Linked DNA regions of Triticum aestivum: region 1 is linked to region 2. A link is a contact called in public Hi-C data. All regions are on one chromosome and are shown on one strand. Each heading gives the region's core, a stretch centred on a gene start, on an enhancer-like site or on the middle of the called end of the contact. The rest is flanking DNA. Distances are from core to core; before and after follow the strand shown.

Evidence for each region. A called contact is a pair of places that touch in the nucleus more often than the background predicts.
Region 1: a contact with region 2 is called in a Hi-C map of leaf, with 5 times the contacts expected there. The contact joins the promoter of LOC123140184 here to the promoter of LOC123140168 in region 2. A contact is called at or near these places in 2 of 5 Hi-C or Micro-C datasets (both in leaf).

What each region holds. Positions count from the first base shown.
Region 1 is chr1B:588,244,627-588,249,877 of IWGSC CS RefSeq v2.1, forward strand. It overlaps LOC123140184 (probable alpha,alpha-trehalose-phosphate synthase [UDP-forming] 7), which reads left to right and starts at 2,394. Exons shown (of 3, transcript XM_044559900.1): 1 at 2,394-4,583. The coding sequence starts at 2,527.
Region 2 is chr1B:587,676,859-587,681,618 of IWGSC CS RefSeq v2.1, forward strand. It overlaps LOC123140168 (ras-related protein Rab7), which reads left to right and starts at 1,393. Exons shown (of 7, transcript XM_044559899.1): 1 at 1,393-1,655; 2 at 1,756-1,782; 3 at 1,915-2,014; 4 at 3,556-3,702; 5 at 3,779-3,859; 6 at 3,954-4,099; 7 at 4,359-4,760. The coding sequence starts at 1,603. The coding sequence ends at 4,425.

The sequences.
Region 1 (5,251 bases), core at 1,144-3,643, 570 kb after region 2:
CTTGTTTCTACTCTCCCCGATGACACATATGAGTAGTAAAGGAAGGAAGTCACAGTCAAGAGTTTTTTTTCACTACTGGGAGCAACGGGCAATGTTAGTGCGCGATGATTGCCTTACCGGTCAAGTTAAGGTCATCTTGAGGGTTTTCACCATGCAACTATGGTACTGGCTGTCCACCCTAACTAGATCTTGAATTCCCTCACTAAAGATTGTAACACTCGTTAACCATTCTCCAGAGGTGGTCCGAGTTGTGGAAGGGGTGAAGACAGAAGAGCTTGCAACACCGAGCAAAACACGCTAGCAACAGTCGTTATCTTCATGTCTTTAGCTAAACCTTTGAGTTCCCCGTCGCTTTTTGAGCCGATTAATAGAGAAGACATACCACAAAATTTCTACAACATGTGCACGAGCTCAAGAAAATTAATTTTATAAACTTATCAAGAAATTATATTGTTTCTCCTCTCTTCAAAGACGCAAGGGAGTAAAGAAAAAGGAGAAAAACATATCGATCAAGAGATTTTCCACTACTGGGAACAAGGGGCAATGCATGTGCGCCGCCATTGCTTTACTGGCCTAGCCAATGACATCTTGTGCTTTTTCACCAAGCATCTCATGCTTTCGCCACATGCATGTGTCGCTAACTATAACGCCATTACTAGATCTTAAATCCCTTCACTAAAATCATCATGAACGTCGACTAAGCGTGCAACGCAAGTAACACTAAGAAACCCGCTTCTGCCTTGTGCACGCGTGCAAAGACCCATGATCGATGAAGACATTGGCAATTGAAGGGAAGAGATCGAGTCGTAGTCAAAGCAATTGTGGCTCTACACACAAGCTACAGTGTTGTCATCACAACTTGTTATTCACGGTAGAGCTCGTCCAGAACACTCTTAAAAATATCTGAAAAAAGACATCACACAATTACGAAGAGTTTGAACAGACCATAGGTCAATCTGGTCATGTAATAATGCAGAGTTTTAAAAAGTTATTGACATACTCCCTTCGTTTTTATTTACTCCGCATATTAGCTTTGACCTAAGTCAATCTTCATAAAGTTTGACCAAGTTTATCAAAAATAATTTTAACTTTCACAATAACAAATATATATGTTATGAAAATATATTAAATGGTGATTCTAATGGTTGATTTGGGATTGTGCATGTTAATAATTTTTTGTATATATAACTTGATTAAATGTTACAAAGTTTGACTTGAGACAAAACTAGTATGCGATCGAGGGGTGCTAGTACATCACTACAATGGTATAATAGTAGTACTATACAATTTACAACACACGAAGGCCAACAATATGGCCCCAGCCCCACTGATCCTCACCTGGAGATTCCATCGTCAAAAGCTTGACCAGTACGTACAACAACTTGCCTTACGCTACATGGCCAACTGGCTATACTATATCATCAGATATTCCTAAACCAAATTGCACCACTGGATTGAAGTTGAACCTACCTAGCGGCAACGGCAAAGGGCACGTTATCCGAATAAAAATCAAGGGATATGCTATGCTGGTCAGACTATCATCATGGGTTGGGTGGCCAGTGCGCCTGCTGCCTCACGCTTAATTAGCCACTAAGATTGCTTGTCCTTTTTTCCTCGAAAGACAGAGCTAGAAGACACTGCCCTTCTGTTCGCTAGCTGTTTGTTAGCTGGTTGTCTGTCGCGCGAATTAATTAGGGATATCCTGCGCGCGACGCTCCTCGTGGCGTCCGTCTCGATGGATGACCGTATGCCTACCTGGAATGGGCATCCGAGGGCGACGTGGCCACGGACGGTCGCAGTCGCGGCCTCGCTGACATGCCGCGCGTGCCACGGGTGGCCCATGTGGCGCCACATCACCGGAGCGGCGACGCTGGCCACCTCACCGCAGATCAAATTCGTGGACAGCGTTGCGCCTAGTCACGGACACATCTGCAGCGTCGGCATCATGTCGACGCGGCGGCGCGGCTGCCGGACGCGTGTCCCGGGCCACCGCGTTTGGGCTATCGCTGTCGCTCGCTTGCGGGAACGGGAAGGGGGACCGGGACGTCTCATGAAAGCGCCGGACCAAATGGCCTGGGGAATTCTTTATCCACAAGCTGTAGCCCCCGGCTGATCTCGTCCGTCAATCGCGTGCGCGGAGCCATCCCGTGCGTCCGTTTGGGTGGGCCCCAGGGTCGTCAGGTGGCAGCGTGACGCCAGCTGGAGCCGGTGGGGCACGCACCACCTTATCCTCTTTTCTCCGCCGCGTGGTCTGTCTGTGTGGGCAGGGTGCACTGCGCCGGCGGGTGACAGGAATGGTAGGGCCCATCGGTCGGTGAGGGGTGGACCAGGAGGCAGGCGCCGTGCGCCGAGTCCAGCAAGGGGGCAATATACTGTGTGCTCGTCTTCCCCGTCGCCCCACTTCGGCTCCCCATTCCCCCGAACTCCAAAACGCCGGATCGGTCAAAGGCGCGGGCGGACCTAGGGTTTGGATAAAACACTCGCCATTCCGCGGATCCGGCGGGGATCGATCCGGGGGATTCAGCCATGATGTCGAGGTCCTACACCAACCTGCTCGACCTGGCGGCGGGGAACTTCGCGGCGCTCGGCCCGGCCGGCGGCGGGAGGCGCCGGTCGGGGTCGTTCGGGTCGAGGCGGATGCCGCGGGTCATGACGGTGCCCGGCACGCTGTCGGAGCTGGACGACGAGGACGACGAGCGGGCCGCCACCAGCAGCGTCGCCTCCGATGTGCCCTCCTCCGCCATCTGCGAGCGCCTCATCGTCGTCGCCAACCAGCTCCCCGTCGTCGCGCGCCGCCGCCCCGACGGCCGCGGCTGGGTCTTCTCCTGGGACGACGACTCGCTCCTCCTCCGCCTCCGCGACGGCGTCCCCGACGAGATGGAGGTGCTCTTCATCGGCACCCTCCGCGCCGACGTGCCCGCCGCCGAGCAGGACGAGGTCTCGCAGACCCTCATCGACGGCTTCCGCTGCGCCCCCGTCTTCCTCCCCGCCGACCTCTACGATCGATTTTACCAGAACTTCTGCAAGGGCTACCTCTGGCCGCTCTTCCATTACATGCTCCCCTTCGCCACCGCTCAATCTCCCAATGACAACGGTGCATCTGCCGGTGGTCGGTTTGAGCGCGCCTCATGGGAGGCCTATGTCCTCGCCAACAAGCACTTCTTCGAGAAGATCGTTGAGGTCATCAACCCGGAGGACGACTATGTTTGGGTCCATGATTACCACCTCATGGCGCTGCCCACCTTCCTCCGCCGCCGCTTCAATCGCCTCCGCATCGGATTCTTCCTCCACAGCCCATTCCCCTCATCAGAGATATACCGATCCCTCCCTGTCAGAGAGGAGATCCTCAGGACTATGCTCAACTGTGATCTCATTGGATTCCACACATTCGATTATGCCAGGCACTTTCTGTCTTGCTGTAGTAGGATGCTGGGGATAGAGTACCAGTCAAAGCGTGGATATATTGGTCTGGATTACTATGGTCGCACTGTTGGGATCAAGATCATGCCAGTGGGAATCCATATGGGTCAATTGCAGTCAGTGCTGCGGTTACCTGAAATGCAGCAGAAGGTTGCTGAGCTGCGGCAGCAATTTGAGGGCAAGACTGTGTTGCTTGGTGTGGATGACACAGATATCTTTAAAGGCATCAATCTGAAGCTTCTTGCATTTGAGTATATGTTGAAGACACATCCTAAGTGGCGGGGCAGGGCTGTGTTAGTACAGATTGCTAACCCAGCACGTGGGAAGGGAAAGGATATTGAGTCCATTCGGGCTGAGATTCAGGATAGTTGTGAGAGGATTAACAGAGAGTTTGGCCAGTCCGGGTACAGCCCAATTGTTCTCATTGATCGGAATGTCCCAAGTGTGGAGAAGCTTGCATATTATACGGTCGCTGAGTGTGTCGTGGTGACGGCTGTGAGGGATGGGATGAATTTGACCCCATATGAGTATGTTGTCTGTCGACAGGGCATACCTAGCTCTGAGTCTGCACCTGAGGTGAGTGGGCCACGCAAGAGCATGCTAGTTGTCTCGGAATTTATTGGGTGCTCACCTTCACTGAGTGGTGCCATTCGTATTAACCCATGGAATGTTGAATCAACGGCGGAGTCACTAAATGAGGCCATATCAATGTCAGAGCGTGACAAGGAGCTGAGGCACGAAAAACATTACCGCTATGTAAGCACACATGACGTTGCATATTGGTCAAGGAGCTTTATCCAGGACCTGGAGAGGGCTTGCAAGGATCATTTCAGGAAGCCATGTTGGGGCATTGGATTGGGATTTGGATTCAGGGTGGTGGCACTAGACCCAAATTTCTCAAAGCTTAGTTTTGATTCAATTATAATGTCTTATGGGAGATCAAAGAGTAGAGCTATATTTCTTGACTATGATGGTACATTGGTGCCACAGGCTTCTCTCTACCAGAAACCGAGTGAAGAATTAGTAAGCATCATTAATACCCTATGCTCGGATAAGAACAACATCGTCTTTATTGTCAGTGGAAGAAGCAAGAATAGCTTGGGATCAATGTTCTCCTCATGTCCAATTCTAGGCATCGCGGCAGAGCATGGCTATTTCTTAAGGTACAATTTTTTATTACCACTGTTGTACATTTTGCTTCAGATTAACAGTGAAGTCTGTACTTTATTCAGACATAATAGGAATAGGAGTCTAGGTCAACTGCAGATGCAAAGGTCTCAGTGTTTTCTGCTTCATCGAGCAAATAGCAATCTAGTTTACTTTTGTTGGTTTTTCTTGTATCAATAGGAAATTCTTCATTTGTTCCTTGTCAGGCTACTACATGCACCAGTTGTTTGTTTGGTACTCCCTCCATGAAATTAGGGCGTCAGGTGGGAGAATAACGCAGTGCTTGACAAAATACCCCTCCCTCGGATCTGCTTTACTGATTCACATTATTATCTGTCGCTGCATGCACATAGCATGATTGGCTAAGGCTGCGCATTCTGCTCCTCTATAGCATTCACACTCTAGGATTGGCCAGCGTGAGGCCCATATTAAACGGATGCTTGTTATCGAGGCGCGTGGAGCGAGTATTTTGCGGCGCTTTTCAAGGGTAAATCTGGGAAATAAACTGCATGAGATTCTCTCCTTAATTGCTGTGCTCAGAATTGTACGCCCTCCTTTGGCGATCGGAGGGAGTACTTCACTGTAATGACCAACTAGCGGAGTCAGTAATTAGGACTTGTAGGTTCATGCACCTTATGTTCATTAAACTCGTGTACCAGGTTCT
Region 2 (4,760 bases), core at 143-2,642:
TCTTCCTTTCATGGAATGTTTTGTGGACTCTCGTCCAAAAAACAATGCCCTTTTATTGCGCGCCGGTCCTCGGATCTTGGCTAATCTCCATCCAAGCTTGGCAAATCAACTTGTCCTCATCTTGTGTATATGAACCCGTGCGAATGCTCTTCCTCTTCTTTTGTGCCTCCGCTCTTTGGGTGAGCTCGTCGATGAACAATGGCGCACCACTAATATCAACGTCATTGCTTTCTTCTTCTTCATCATCACCTTCGACATAGATGTCATCGTCTTCATGCCACGAGTCAACGTGGTCGTAGTCAGCACGGTCGTGCCCACCTTCATCGGGGACGTACTCGGCACGGCCATCCTGACTTTGGGTCTCATTGGGGTCGTAGGTACGACCATGCCCACCGTCGAAGATCACGTCCTCCATGTAGCGGTTGTAGAAGGGGTCGTCGACCGCTGGCGTTGGGGTTGGCATTTCATCAAACAAGACGCGGGGGGCCGGCATGGTGCCCGTGAACGGTGCCCGTGCCTGTTTTCTTAGCATCTCGACGGACGGCCGCCCGCCGCTGCTGGACCCGGGCGTGACGTTGAGGTCGATGACGGCCGCGGGGCGCGGTGTGGACGGCGCGAACGCGCCCACGTCCGGCGACCTCGAGAAACGGGTCTGGCCGTCGTGCCTTGGCGGAGGGAAGCACGACGACATGGGCGCGGTGCGCGACGTCGGCGACTGGCCGCAGTGCGTAGGCCGCGCAACCGACGAGCTGGTGCTCGCCGGGGCGACGGCCGCTGCAGGGAACCCGGCAGGACGCCTCATGCCAAGCATGAGGATGGCGTGCGCTTTGTTGACGAGGTCCTCCTTCTTGTCGGTAGCGGCCTTGCGCCGCGCGGCCTCCAGCTCCTCGCGCATGGCGGCTCTCTTGGCCGCGGCGGCATTGAGCTTGACGACCGCTCTCCGTTCCCTCCTCTTCGCCGATTCCGCGTCCAACTTGGCGATCTCCTCCGGCGTGCACTCCGACCGCGGTTTCCTTGGCGCCTTCTTCTTCACCTTTGCGGGCGGGTCGACGGCCAGGCCGCCGTGACTCGGCTGGGCGTCGGCCATGGATGGAGGAGAGAGAGGGCGGCGGGAGGGTTTGGGGCAAATGGCGCCAAATGGGCGTGGGGGGATTTTGGTTTCTCCTACCGACAGGCGGGCCAGGGGAGGACAAGCGCGCGCGTCCCGCCCGTCCGCGCGCTGTCCGTTTCATCCCAAAACCAGCGCAAGTTTGGGCCGGGGATGGGTCGAAAGCGGACACAAAGCGGACACAAAGTCCGTTTGCGCCCGCGCGCTGCGCCGTCGCTTTTGTCCTTTTTACTCCAAACGGACGGGGGCGGACAGGATAGGGTCGCACCGTGGAGTTGGCCTTACGGTCGCCACATCACATCACGGCCCCCTTCGGCGCAGTTCTTCCGGGCCTCCCTCGCATCGCCCACCACAGAGGCACAGAGCACACGAGTCGACGCGGCGCGACAGCTCAGCTCTTTCGTCTCGTCTCGCCTCGCCTCGCCCCGCCCCGCCCCCTTCCAGTCCCTCCGGCGCGCGCGAGCGAGATCGATCGCCCCGGGCCCTAGATCCCGATGGCCTCGCGCCGCCGCACCCTCCTCAAGGTCATCATCCTCGGCGACAGCGGGTGAGCGCTTCGGATCTCTCTCCCCCCGTTTTACGCGGCTCTGTTATCCCCCCTCTCTCGATTCCTCGCTGACTTTCTCTCTTCGTCTTCTGTGATCTAGGGTTGGGAAGACTTCCTTGATGAACCAGTATCCTGAGATTCGTGTTCAGATATTATAATTGCGTCGAGTTAGCTGTGTCGTTCCGGACAGATTGGATTTTGTACTGGAGCATAAGTAGTTGTTTTGGCTTGTGTTTCCTTGAGCTTTGATTTAATTCAGATATGTGAACAAGAAGTTCAGCAACCAGTACAAGGCTACGATTGGCGCCGATTTCCTCACCAAGGAGGTGCAGTTCGAGGACAGGCTCTTCACCCTACAAGTAAGAAGATCTTTATGCCCTCGTCTTTCTTTTTTGCCGCTGCTGGATCATGCTCTATGCCTAGTTCACTACTTCAGTTCATGTGAGTAGTGCTAGTGTGGTTTGGCATCACCATCATTAGTTGTTGAACTGCTCCTGTCCCATGTAAAGTACAAGATAGCAAATGTTATCCGTCGATCTACTCTTTGTGTGGATCATCACACGGTTGATGCTGCATGATTGGTTCAATCCTTGCATCATTTGCAGTCCTGCTTAGTTTAGTGTTCTCAGCTGTGAATATTATTGTACACCATTGGGTACAGCATGACTGGAATTATTGGCTTGTCGACTTATGCTGGAGCTAAATTTGTATGGACATCAGAAAGTGGACCCACATATAGTGTAGTCTTCCGAAAGAAAATAAATAGACCATTTGATTTTACATGAGAACAATTCCTAGAAAAGTGTAAATGGTTCAAGAATTCACTAGGGCATAAAAGTACTACTTATCTTGGCATGATGTTCTTCTGATTTAGCCTTGGGCCTCTGACAACAAATAATTGTTACTCCCCCTGTAAAGAAATATAAGAGCATTTAGATCACTAAAGTAGTGATCTAAACGCTCTTATATTTCTTTACAGAGGGAGTATTAGTTTGTTTTGCACCCTGCTCTTCACTCGTCCTACTCTATTAGCCCCTACAGATTAGCAAACGGTTCATGTTTCATGTTAGTTTTAATTATCCTAAATGCCAAACGGTTTCCTAGCAGCTCCTTTGTTTTTGAATGATTTGTTAAAGCAGGTTTGCCCCGTACCTGCTCTTCACTCAACCTATGCTTTTAGCCCCTAACAAATTAGCAAGAGGTGCATTCTTCATGTTAGTTTCAACTATCCTAAATGCCAAACCGTTTCTTAGCAGCTCCTTTGTTTTTGAATGATTTTGTTAAAGCGGGCTTGCCCCATACCTGCTCTTTACTCAACCTATGCTATTAGCCCCTAGTAAATTAGCAAGCGGCGCATTATTCATGTTAGTTTCAAGTGTCAACTATCCTAAATGCCAAACCGTTTCCTAGCAGCTCCTTTGTTTTTCAATGATTTTGTTAAAGCAGGCTTGCCCCATACCAGCTCTTCACTCAACCTATGCTATTAGCCCTTACAAATTAGCAAGTGGTTCATTCTTCATGTTAATCCCATCTATTTTAAATATCAAGCTGTTTCCTAGCGTTTCCTTTGTTTTTTGAATGATTCTATCAAAGTGGTTTTGCCCCATCCCTGCTCTTCACTCATCATATGCTCTTAACCCCTACGAACTAGCAAACGTTATATTTTTCATGTTAACTCCTGCTATTTGAAATGTCAGACTATTTCTTAGCGGCTCTTTGTTTTCTGAATGATTCTGTTAAAGCACATTGCTAATGGATGCATGAGAAATCTGTTTCTTGAGGTTTTCTGGTACCTGTGATTCTGTATATTTTTCATTACCATTCTATATGACCACTTATATATGATGCTTAGACAGAATTTTTTGTGTGTGTGTGTGGATTAACATATGTTTCTGTGTAGATATGGGATACTGCCGGTCAGGAGAGGTTTCAAAGTCTTGGTGTTGCATTCTACCGCGGAGCAGATTGTTGTGTTCTAGTTTATGATGTTAACTCGATGAAATCATTTGATAATCTGAACAACTGGCGTGAAGAGTTTCTAATTCAGGTGAATTATTTTTCATAATTCATTAACAGTCCAGAATCATGTTATGCCTGTCTCACTTGGGTGTTTACTTTGACAGGCTAGCCCATCAGATCCTGATAACTTCCCTTTTGTTCTGCTGGGTAACAAAGTTGATGTAGATGGCGGGAATAGCCGTGTGGTAATTACCTATATTCACTTTATGCTTTGCCTTTTCTCAGTAAATAGGTGCTCTCTGATGGATTCTTAGGGATACGTAAACTGCTTCCATTCAGGTCTCTGAGAAAAAGGCAAAGGCATGGTGTGCCTCTAAAGGGAACATCCCATACTTTGAGACTTCTGCCAAGGATGGAATCAACGTGGAGGAAGCTTTCCAGTGTATAGTAAAGAATGCTCTGAAGAACGAGCCAGAGGAAGAACTGTAAGGACAATATCTTTTACTCTCTTTATTGTCTTTGGTGAATGTGAACTGCATTCGTTGCAAGTGAATATATCATGTAGTAATACAGAAAGGAAAACTAGATGTAATATTGAAGTGTCAATAGTTAATTTAGTTGCCTTTAGTGCTGATTGTCGTTCCCGTGGTTTATGTTCAGATAGTTGTAGGAGTAGCATATATTTTTAAAAATTTCATTTTATGCTTCACTTTGTAATCTTACGGAAATGCTACGCTGTTGAAGGTATATGCCGGACACCGTGGACGTGGTGGGTGGCAACCGGGGTCAAGGATCATCAGGATGCTGTTAGAACCTGAGGCCACAACTGTCAGCTATTCCTTTGACTACTGTATTTCCATGGTGACTTGTGGACCCGTATTTCATTCGTGACCTTTTTCAATCACCTCGTAAGTGCCCAAGGAATGATTGATGCGTCTGTTCCGAGCTGTCGATTTGTGGACGTTTGTGTAGCTTTATCATGAATAGCATCATATCTTGTGAATACAGTCAGGCGAAATAAGTGAAGTGTAAACTACAGTTGCTTCATTATGGTTTTGTGTGAAAGAAGCTTAAATCTGGTCTTGTACAATGGCCCATCCTGGAAATACATTTTCTAGGTCTGGTGTTCCTCAATTTGAACTGCTG